2 separate regions of the Rattus norvegicus genome follow, and region 2 is linked to region 1. A link is a contact called in public Hi-C data. All regions are on one chromosome and are shown on one strand. Each heading gives the region's core, a stretch centred on a gene start, on an enhancer-like site or on the middle of the called end of the contact. The rest is flanking DNA. Distances are from core to core; before and after follow the strand shown. Region 1 overlaps Kcnq2 (potassium voltage-gated channel subfamily Q member 2). Region 2 holds the start of Eef1a2 (eukaryotic translation elongation factor 1 alpha 2).

The links. Hi-C and Micro-C count contacts between places; a contact is called where the count stands out from the background.
Region 2: a Hi-C map of prefrontal cortex shows a contact between it and region 1, with 2.0 times the contacts expected there. The contact joins the promoter of Eef1a2 here to the enhancer-like site in region 1. A contact is called at or near these places in 3 of 12 Hi-C or Micro-C datasets (frontal cortex, liver and prefrontal cortex).

What each region holds. Positions count from the first base shown.
Region 1 is chr3:188,606,645-188,612,451 of GRCr8, forward strand. It overlaps Kcnq2 (potassium voltage-gated channel subfamily Q member 2), which reads right to left. Exons shown (of 16, transcript NM_133322.2): 2 at 4,477-4,567; 3 at 3,422-3,548; 4 at 2,915-3,090; 5 at 1,728-1,853. Among named protein-coding and RNA genes, the nearest start is that of Kcnq2, 22 kb to the right of the region's middle. Within about 2 kb of position 4,122, at least 15 of the 93 cell types and tissues checked have an H3K27ac peak or open chromatin away from gene starts, as enhancers often do. A contact at or near this core is called in prefrontal cortex, where this site is marked.
Region 2 is chr3:188,649,235-188,654,946 of GRCr8, forward strand. It overlaps Eef1a2 (eukaryotic translation elongation factor 1 alpha 2), which reads right to left and starts at 3,399. Exons shown (of 8, transcript NM_012660.2): 1 at 3,148-3,399; 2 at 1,659-1,877; 3 at 45-224. The coding sequence starts at 1,802.

The sequences.
Region 1 (5,807 bases), core at 2,872-5,371:
GTCTAGGAGAGGGTTTGGCCCAGGAGGGGAGAAGGCAAGGGGTGGGAATAGAAGGTGGCCAAGAAGACAAATGGGTAGCTGTGAGGGAGGGGCTGCTATGAAACCAGTAGACATTTTAAAATACAAGGATTACTTTGAAACAATAAAGATAAAATGTTTGCTTCAGTTCTGAAAGAGAAGGAAGGCCTAGCCCCAAGAACACTGAACATTCTTTTTTTTTTTTTTTTTTTTGGTTCTTTTTTTTCGGAGCTGAGGACCGAACCCAGGTCCTTGCGCTTCCTAGGCAAGCGCTCTACCACTGAGCTAAATCCCCAACCCAACATTGAACATTCTGAAGAGAATAGGCTATATCACTCTCACAGGACCCTGAGGCCCGCTGGTTACAGTTCAGGGCCCCTGGGTACCAAGTTGATTCCCTCAGCAGAGTCTGGGCACACACTCTTAGACAGTCCAGTTTCTCCTGTATCACACAGTCTCCTCCACCAGTCACCTCAAGACTTAAACTCGCTTCACTCCTAATATATCTGCTTCTTCCCAAAGGACTCGGGGTTCCAGGCCTGAGGGCATTAGTAAAATCACAAGTAAACTTCCCTGTGGCTTCACCCGGCAGTTGTCTTATCCTCCCCCCAGTGATTCTGCAAGCACAGCACCTGCCTAGGTCATCACCTCATGGCTTGTCAGGTGAAACGGCCTCTGCCTGAACCTCCAAGGAGTCTAAAGCTTTTGGGGCGAGAGTGTAGGAGAAACCCATTTCTATCTCATTAGAGTAGGGTGGGCTCCATAAAGCAATATCAGAAAACAGGGGCCTAGGAAACCTGCCTTCCATGTCCACTACAAGCAGAAGTCCAAAGATAACTAACAGGAAAGGGGCAGTGAGAGAGGACTTCTGGAGTGTTCTAGGCAGAGTCAAGCATGGGGAGCCTCAGACACAAAGGCCACTTGGGCAGCAGCAAGTCTTGGGGAGCTGCAATTAGGGCCACTGTCGGTAGGTTGCAGACCACCTAAAAAACATCCCAGAGAGTCAAGGCCTGAGTTTGCGATTTGCACTCTGTGTGTGTGTGTGTGTGTGTGTGTGTGTGTGTGTGTGTGTGTGTGTGTGTGTGTGTGTGCGCGCGCGCACATATGCATACACACACGCACAACCATGTGTACCCAACTTTTACACGGGTCCTGGAGATCCAAAATGAACTCCCCATGTTTTCCCACCAAGTACTTTACCCACTGAGCCATCTTCAGTATTGTATTGTCCCCTGTCCCTCACAGTGAAAGACAGGATTGACTGGAGATGGAAGGCTAGCAGCAAGTGCCTGGAACGGTGGCAGTTCACACTGCTCCAAAGTGATGAGGGTTATTCAAACTCCTGAGCTGGGAAGCCCCAGGATGGCTCTATTCTGGTCATTACTCTCAGAGCCTTGATATTCCCCCACCTTAATCCTTCTCCTACACAGTCCAGCAGCAAGTGGGGGAATTGCAAGAAGGTAATGGGGAGAAAGGAGCCCAGTGTGTCCCCTATCACATCTACCAACCCAAGAAGCACATCAGTCTCAGTCGCTGTCATGTCCACAGCCAGCCACCAGGTGTCCTCCAAGAGACATGCCCACTCAGCTCAGCCTAATGGCAGTTAGGTCTCTCCTTCAGATCCCAAGGGGCAGGGTGTACATCCTTAAGATAGCAGTAATCAGAGGATGTGGAGGAGGAAGGAATGGTGACCGGTGACCAGGACTTACCAGACCCCACCAGAGTGCATCCGCGTAGGTGTCGAAGTGGTCATTCTCACCCTTTTCTGCCAAGTACACCAGAAACGAGGCCAGGATGAGGCAGAGGAAGCCAATGTACCACGCAGTCACCAGCTCCTGCAAAGGCAGGAAGCCACATCATTTTCCCATTCAGGCCAGCCTGGAAGCCCAGCATGGGAGCCCTGCCCTCAACTGTGCAGCTCAAGAGACTCGGAGGATGGAGTCCCCTCCTGATGCCAGCAAGGTACATCTAGAGTAGACACTGGTCAGGGTTGACAACAGGGCTTTGTCCTGAATACTGAAGAGTGACTGCTGGCTGTACAATGCAACTTTCAACGGACTGTTTTAGACCTGCGAGCAGAGCATCCAGCAGCCCTTTGAACACCCTGTCCGTGGCTGGGTGAAGCATATACCCCACACACAGCAGCTGGGGTCCCAACACTGTGGAGATATCCCCAAGAAGGGGTGCAAGCCTCAATGGGCATATACTCAGTTCCCAACACTGGGTGTGCAGTGTAGAGGGGGGAGAGAGACCAGGCCCCCAGGGAGCTCAGCTTCCCCAGAGCCCAGTGCCTGACCCCACACGATTATGGCTGACAAAAATAAAAGAGGGCCCAGGCAGGATAGAGAGCATTTGAGTCAATGAGAACAAAGGTCCCATAGTACAACCTGGCAGAAACCAGGTCTTGGCCACTGAGGATTCCTTCAACACAGAATGTGTACCCACAGTCACGCCATGAGTACCCTGGTCAGCAGCCGCCACAAGCCACAACTTAAACAACCCCTAAGCAGGTGATTCAGGCAGAGTATCTATCGATCCAGGCCCTCAGAACCAGGGAGGGAAATTGCTCAGCTACAGGGGTTGCCAGCTAACAGGAAGGATCGCTCACACTAAGAATAGAAAACAGCGGGGCTGGGGATTTAGCTCAGTGGTAGAGCGCTTACCTAGGAAGCGCAAGGCCCTGGGTTCGGTCCCCAGCTCCGAAAAAAAAAAAAAGAACCAAAAAAAAAGAATAGAAAACAGCTTCTAAGGACAGGTGAGAAAGACAGTCAGCCGTGGGATAAAAGGAGAGGCTCCTTTATATCTTGCCAGGTCCGTGACTGCATCAATGCTGAGCAGCCTGGAGCCTTGAGGTTATGGAAAACAGCAAGGCCCAGGCTGGGCCAGGGCTGCTCACCTTGCTGTGAGCGTAGACCACCGATCCCAGGAGCTTCCAGGTGCCGCCCCTCCGGTCCATACGGATCATCCGTAAGATTTGTAAGAACCGCAAGCTCCGAAGTGCAGATGTGGCAAAGACATTGCCCTGGGAGCCAGCAGCCAGCACAGCAATGGAGGCAATCAGCACCATGATGTCTGTGGGAGACAGGCACAGATCACAGCATCTCCTCCCCAGGGCCCCCAGAGGAGGACTCAATGACCCCTTAGACATGCAAGGGCATGTGGGGCCCTGGGAAGGGTGGTTTTCAGTGCCCACCCTGCCTACCTGTGATCTCCAGGAGAGACTGCCCAGCAATTTGTCCCCCTCCCAACTCCTAGGCCCTGCTAGCCATGGCCTCCAGTTCCAAGTCAGTGATAAGAAGGAACTTCCAGAAGACCCTACCCTCTCACTTAGCCCGTTGTGGCCAAGACAAAAGCAACTCCTTCCCCAGACCCAACTCTGGTGGCCATGTCCACCAGGCCTCACCGATCACACAGAATGGCTTCCTGGCAAACTTGAGCCGGCCCCTCCAGCCTCGATACCGGCAGCAGCAGCCTGCAGCCCAGATTCTCACAAAGTACTCAACACCGAATACCACGATGGTCACGATTTCCTGGGAGGTGAGAAGAACACGGATGAAGACACGACCAGGCTTTAGGAGGGCTACCTCTATCCTACAATGACACTTTTGGGACAGGGATGGCTAAAGCCCCAGGGATCAGAAGCTAGAAATCAGAGCTTCAGGCTTAGCTCAAGCCCCACAGGGCACCTAGCTCATGTCAGCCAGGATTGAATCCCTGCTAGAAACAGATCCTCCAGGGACTTACTGTTGCCAGCAAGTCCTGGCCTGTAGACCACCAAAGGAACCCCCTTCCTGCCTCCCTTCTGAGCTGGAGTGGGAGGCTCTAGTGCCATTGTGAGGGGTGGGCACAACAGGGCTGAGCTGAGAGAGTTCGCAGCCATACCAAAGGGAGAATAGGTTCCTCTAGAATTCAGGCAGCTCCAGGGCAGTGGGGCAAAGTGGGTGGAAAAGCACTCTAGTGGGATCATTCTTGAAGGGCCACCTCCGTTACCAATGGCAACAGAGAAATTACGATCCTGTTTCCATGACACCCACCCCTGTCCCGTCACAGGGTTTATGCGAGTGAGCATCATGGCCTCCCACCCCTTCACCCACATCTTCTGGGAAGCACCACACACTTCAGCGGGGGCATCTGAGTACTGAGGCTCCAGAGAGCAGGGCGGAAAGGGGGGGGGGGGATGGTGAGAACCTCGGGATGTTGTAATACCACCTCTAGGGACTAGGAGGCTGGGAAGGGGCTTGAGGTCTACACCACAATGCTGGGAGCAACAGTGGCTGTGTATGCAAGAAAGAACACTAACTGCTCTGGAGGAGAACGTGTACACAGAAGTCCTGGCTCACTAGACGATCAGGGTTGAACCAGAGGTCCAGGGCTTGGAAGGCAGGCCGTGCTGCATGCAGAGGCCCATTTCCCAGCCTTCAGGCCTCTCCCCATGCCCTACCCAAGAATGGGGCTTACCAAGATGTAGAGGGCCCCCTCGGAACTCTTCTCATACTCCTTGATGGTGGAAAACACGGAAAGCACAAGGCAGGAGAAGACTAAAAGAAACCTGCAGGAGGCGAGAGAAACCTGCAGTCAGTGGGCAGGCAGTTGTCAGTGCAACCTCTGTCTATTAGCTAGCACGATGAGACCTTATCGGGTCCTCTGAGCACAGCAGGGGGCCAGTCCGCACCTGCTTCCTGCTACCCAAGACTCCAGAATCACACCAATTGCTGACCAGGCTCCTCTGTGCGGCAGAAACAATAAAAGAACCAACTCCACACTGCTTGCCCTACAGAGGGTAAATATTGATTCTTTTTCCTGGTATACAACAATTCCTCCCTAGGTTCAGAGACAGAAAATTTTTCTTCCAGCTAGATCGGGTGCTGAACAAGAACTTCTCAGATCATTTTTCTGGCCTTTCCCTAGCTGCCACAGTGTTTCCATTTCTCCTTCTTTATAAGCTCTGATGATTCCTTCCTTCCTTCCTTCCTGTCTGTCTATCTATCTATCTTTATCTCTCATAATTTATTATTATTATTATTATTATTATTATTATTATTATTATTATTATTATTACCTGACCCTTCTTGACCTGCCAAAATTCTCCTGCAAGATCTCTGCCCCTTCCGTGGCTATTTGCATCCTCTGACAAGTGGGATTCCTTCTCCCTTACTCTACCCCAGAGCTCTACAGAGGACAGGTGCCATAGTCCTTCCACAGGAATCTAGCTTGTGGCCTTTGATAAGGGGCACACCAAGTGCCCCTTAACACGTGCCTAAACACGATAGGCAGTATAACAGGAATACTGCCTGCTGAAGACCACCACATCTGCAACTTATCCTGGGAGACTGGAGAAACTGCAGTTAAAACATAAGAGGCAGACTCTAGGCAGACTCCAAAACAAATGAGGCCCACACGTGGACATGGGGTGTGCACATGTCAGGAGCCCACTGGCTCTTAGGCCGTTCGAGTGTTATTAACACTTTTCTGAAGATGACAGCCTGTCGCACGAAACAGGCACATCAAACACAGTCATTGGGTCCTATGCGTGAAACAAGCCTGGCCACAAGGCACCCAGAAGAACTTCACGTTTGCCTGAACCACAAGCGTTCTTGCTCAAGGAGTTGCTTGTGCCCGCCCCCACCTGCCAGCAGTCACGTTATCTTCGAAACCCAGGCATCCATTCACGCACACAGCACATGACAACAATAATGGTGATGACTATGATGGGAAGCTACCATGCTCCTGCTTGGGCCTTAGAGTCCATCATGAGTCCCACCCTCAGGCAAAAGAGAGTCTAAGGGGTC
Region 2 (5,712 bases), core at 2,149-4,648, 42 kb after region 1:
TGTTGGGCCCTAAGTCACTGAGCTAGGTGCCCTCCTGCACGCACCTGGGATGTGCCAGTAATCATGTTCTTGATGAAGTCCCGGTGGCCTGGAGCATCAATGATGGTGATGTAGTACTTGGTGGTCTCAAACTTCCAGAGGGAGATGTCGATGGTGATGCCGCGCTCCCGCTCTGCCTTCAGCTTGTCCAGCACCCAGGCATATTTAAAGGAGCCCTTCCCCATCTGGAAGGGTAGGGGCACAACTCAGGATAGGACACAGGACTTTGGGGTCGCATCCACCTACTACGCCTGTCCTGGCCCCAGGGAGCAACCATGAGAGGTTGACAGTTGGCTTAAAGTGCCTCGAACGGAGGACCTCTGTCCCATCTCTCCGGTGCTGTTCCTCAAACCCTGCTGTGCCTCACCTGAGGCCGCCCAGATCAACCAGCCCCACCCTTGCTCCCCTCCTAAATGGCTGTGAACACGCAAGTCCCCCAGCAGAGGGCGTGAGTGTCTGGGAGTTGCCAAACTATCCTTGCCACCTGAGGCTAAGGCTCTACACCCAATTAGAGGTCAATTATCTCATTAGGTTTGGGGCTGTGAAAAACAAAACAAGTCTCAAGTTATTTTTTAAGGGAAATTTTAAACATGAGTAAGTTGCTCAAGGTTTTGAGAAAAGTCTGGTTCCAGATCTTCCTGTAGTGGATGAATTCTTCTAACTCTGAGACATCTCCCCTCCCCAGTTCCACCAAAATAGGAGAAGTAGGAGTAGCCCTACCAAGAGCAAGGCTGGCTGCTTTTTGGAAACTTGTGCCAGGGTCAGACTCCTGGTGAGACTCCTACAGCCTGGACCAGAGCTGTGGTCATCGATGCTCAACTGAACATAGCTCCCTACCAGAATTTCAAATGACATGCTTCTGCATTCCACGGATGATGCCCAGCCTGGAGGGGCTGGCTATTCAGACAGAACCAGACAAAACCCAGCTGGGACCTGACCCAAGTGACCTTCAAACCCTCAAATCCCTCCTACCTCCTCCCCCTAAAATCACACCCTCTAAAAGGTAAAAAGCATCAGGCCTAGACACACAGAATTGTGGCTCAAAGTCCCATATACACACTGGAGCAAGAGCTCTGCATAGATAGTTAATGTCCTCAGGCCTGCCTTAGCTCTTATGCAGGAGCCAGCCCTTCTCAGAATGAGCAGGGGTAGGGGCAGAGAAGAGAATCCAGTTACAATCACTGCTCTTTCGTAGGTCTCAACCAGGAACAGGTTAGCAAGATCCCCCCTACTCCAGGTATCATCCTAGATCAGCAACCCTCCTCAGCTTATCTGGAGAAAGTGGAGCTGGCAAGCCTGCTGCCCATCAATCAACTATTAATAGCATCCTTGAGCCCTGGCTGTTGGAAGACAAGTGAGGGCAGCACCACATTCAGCCCAGTTTCAGTCCTGGGGAGCAAGAGGATAAGGCTTGAAGGGCCCCCTGGCACTGGCCCACCGAGGCCAAGAGTGAAGAGTCTTATAATGGACCTGGGGAGGGCACAAATTCCCCCTCCCTCAGTATGAGACAGATCTAGCAACATTCTCAGGAGACTGCTCTGTTTACCTACCCATATCCCCTTGCACTGAAGGAGGTAAACTGGGCAATGAAAGAAAGCACCAGGCCCCCAGGTCCTCACCTCTGCTGCCTCCTTCTCAAACTTCTCGATGGTCCGCTTGTCGATGCCGCCACATTTGTAGATGAGATGGCCTGTCGTGGTAGACTTGCCTGAGTCCACGTGGCCAATGACCACAATGTTGATGTGTGTCTTCTCCTTGCCCATTCTGCCTGAGTGAGGGACGGGCTGGCACTGTGGGGGCTCTGGCTCTGGGTTGAGGGTATTTGCTGGGCAGGAACTCTGTGGGGCCAGGGACAAGAGAAACAGGTGACTAGGGGGCCCTAAGAGAGCCCAGCAGAGATACCCACACCATTGCATTGTTTGGGAGCTCTTTTCCTGACCCAGTCTTCACCTGAGCCTGGATAGGGAAGAATGACACCCTCCACCCCCAAACCCTTGTCCTAAACGTGTCCAGACACATTGCATTCATAAGTCACCTGTTTCTCTACCCTATACCTTAACCCAAATGGTTCGTTAGTGTGTAAGTGTTTGGAGAGTTGATTTGGAGGAAAGTTCCTTAAGGAAGGGTTAATCCTGTCTGGACATCACAGAGCAGCAGACTGAGTGAGCCCCTGGAGCAGCCAGGAGCCCTGTGATGAGTCACTGTGCCCAGCTCTACAGTGCGCTGTCCTCCCTGTCCTCGATGCCTCCACCCCCCTCCTTCACACACACACACACACACACACACACACACACACACACACACCCCAGGGATGGACACTGCCCTACCCCCATCTGCTGCCACCATGAAGAGAAGGCCAGCACTCCTCAGCCCCTCCTCAGGCAAGGGCGCCATCTTCCTCCCTCTGCCCACAGGCTGGCTGAGGAGACAGCTGGATGGTGCCCAGGCATAGGCCCAGAATAGCTCAGGCCCTCCCCACAGGCAGGGGGCAGCCATCAGGGCCGAGAGGTAAGTGCCCTGTTCTAGCCAGAAGAATAAAAATCCCACCTGGCCCAGCTAAGCAAGTGCCCTCAGAGATGCCCCGACCCTCTCCCCTACCATCTGGTCCAGGCCCTGGGTCTTAGTACCTGCGCATCTTAGAGGTCAACCAAGAATCTCGGGCCTGGTGGGATGGGGGTGCATCCTAGGGTGGTAGCCACCGTAGAACGTGAATAGGGGTCCTCAGGTTTCACTACCATCACCACCCCCCGCCCTACTCTGACAAATCACGAACATCCTCAGAGCCCCAAACCACCATGCCAGCACCTGCAACGATCGGCCTCGCAGAACCCCCGGCAAGCCCCAAGGTCACAGTGACAGCATGATGATTTCAGGAGAAACATCCCCCTCCCTAACCCCTGTCACCAAGTATACAATCACCTAAGGGACTTACTACCCGACTGCCACGGGGACCCCACCATGCCCTGTCTAGAGACACCCCCTCCCAGCCCAGAGGTGCAGCCCAGCTAGGTGCCGCATGTCCCCCTCTACCTCAGGACGGGTTCACAGGAAGGCGAACCCTGGTTGGAAACCTAATCAAGGGTCTCAGACCGGGTTGTGCGTCCTTACCCAGAGCCGAGGTCTCAGTCAGAGGGACTGGTGGCGCTGGCGCCGGCGGTTTTATCTCTCTAGGAGGGGGTCCACCTATTGACGGTGCCGGCGCAATGCACTGCGCCCCTGCAGTACGGCAATGCGGTACCGGAGGGGGGAGGCGGGCGCCGGGAGGCTGGCAGATGGGGTGCGAACGATGCGCGGACGCAGGGGCCGCGCACCCACGGACGCCGGCCGGCGTAACGAGGATCCGAGAGGACGCAGCTGCAGAGATGTACCCGAGCGAGGGAGAGAACCACCGAGCGAGAGCACAGACCAGGAGAGAAAAACAGGCAAAAGGGCGGTGCAGCGCTCAGAGGTGGGGGCAGGGAAACAGAGCCAGGAAAGGAGGGGCAGGGATGGAGAGAGGCGAAAGAAGCAGTAGAAAGAACTGGAGTAGCAGAGACAGTGGTTGCTTGAAAGCAGGGGGAAAAAAAGGTACATCCAACATAAAAATGTCCCCAGGAAAATGGAACACAAAACAGGGAACCAGCAAGTAGACCCAGGAGAAGAGGTCCAAGCCTAGGTCAAGATCCCTGCAAGCCCTGATTGTGGCCATCCATTGCTGGCCCTGCTCATGGTTGAGTCCCAATGAACATGAAGCTCAATTTCCAGAGGTTTTCCATGATGCCCTACCCCCGGGACAGGTGCTTATTTCACATAGACCCTACATGACAGGTCCTTGAGGCCATCAGCAAGTCTAGCCCGGATCCAACCTTCTTAGGAAGCTCTGGAAAGAGGTTTTTTATACCTATTCCCTTAGGTATAGGGAATTTATGAAACCCATTCTCAAAGTCAAGGCATACTCCTGATTGCATTTCTGGTCAGACGGTCTTAGCTAAGGCCACTAAGAACATCCAGAGTTCAGACCCCCCCAAACTCCTTCAGGCCCCATGGGTAGGAACTAGAGAGCCCCTGAGGTTTCTAGGAAGATTAGGATATCCAAAACTGGCCTTAAGGGGGTTGTGGCCACCATGTGTCGTCACCAAGGACTTCTTCAGAGATGCCTATCATTTGACCCAGACATTCCTGTTTTCCAATGCTGCCACCTGTCCCTACCCACCCAATCTTTGTCATTGCAGGTAGGAAGCAGGTAGGAAGAAGGTAGGAAGCAAAGGTTCCTTGAGTATGCTGAATAACAGCAGGCCTGTGCCTATCTAGACATAGAAGACCGGGGTCAGGGCCCAGCACCAACTACTGAGGCAGCCCCCGTGAGGGGCCCTGGAGATGGGTGACCAATTAGGGCAGCTATCAGCTATGAGGAGAGAGTAAGGTGAAGCCTGAGGGTCTGTCTGGCAGAGGGCAGGCAGAGACTAGGCAGGCCTCTCGGATGACCTGGCAATTTTGAAGACTGCTGAGGCCGTCGACTGGGAGCCAGGAATTAAAAATAAATGCCGGGCAAGATATTAGCATTTACCCCACCCACTTGTCCGACTCATCTGTCCCCGGAATGCCTTCCTTCTTACACAGAGACGACCAGGCCTGGTTTAAGATTCAGGAGGCAGAGTGGGCTCAATAAAGAGATCCATCACCCAGAATCTTTGTGACTAGCTACCTTCCCTTTAGTTTTGGAGTCTTCTTCAGACACCCTTTCTCTACATAGTCTCTCTCTGTGTACGGCAGGGAGGCAGAGCCAGCAAGACCCAAGGCCAGGAGTTTACCCATCTAGAGGACTGACCCTTGATGACCAGAGGTCATGTTCTGCCTGAAACACCTATACGTTGACCTAGGGGAGGCAGGCCAAAAATACCTCCCTGTCATTGGGATATACGTTGCCTTCACTGCAAATCCCTGAAGGCTTTGTCGGTATGAGAGACCCTGGGAATATGCAGAAAGCAAATCTTTAAGAGGTATCACTGTTGATCAATAACATTCTCAGCCCACTGATAGCCTTGTGGCCAGCAGTTCCCAGGAGCCACTAACCCAGCAGGGCTAAGTAATGGCCAGATACCCAGTAGCCCCAGCAGCAGAGCCTGCACGTATCTCCCAAGTTCGGTGTTGGGACTGAATCTTCAGGAAGTAATGCTGGGATGGGACTTTCTAGGGGGGCATTGAGGTCCTGAGGGCTTCAGCCTGACCCTACCATATGCCTATGGATGTCTCTCCTGCCTCCCACCTTCCACTGTAGCACCTTGCCAGAAGTGTGGGCTTCTATCCTCTTCCACTGCATGGTTAGCATCACTTAAACTTCTAAGAAGTCTGTGATACTAAACAGCAGCAGGTCCTATTAGTAGGCCCAGGGACCCCAAAACCTATGAGGAAACTGCAAAGAAAAACTAAGCTCAGTGCCTGAGACCACACGAGTAGGTAGCTCAAAGCATTAGAATCAAGACAGTGTAACTTCCGGACAGAAGCCTGGGTCTCACCTGTGGTCACAACCTCTACTATGCCTGTTCCTTCAGTAGCCTGCCTGCTTCTCAGTTACTGGTCACAGTGACCCTGGGAAGCTCACAGAGGTGGGGCAGGGCAAACAAGGAGAGGCTACAGGAAACCAGGGTTCTTCCTAGGGCAACCTGGAAGTTCAGGCTCCCTCCTCAGCCTCTC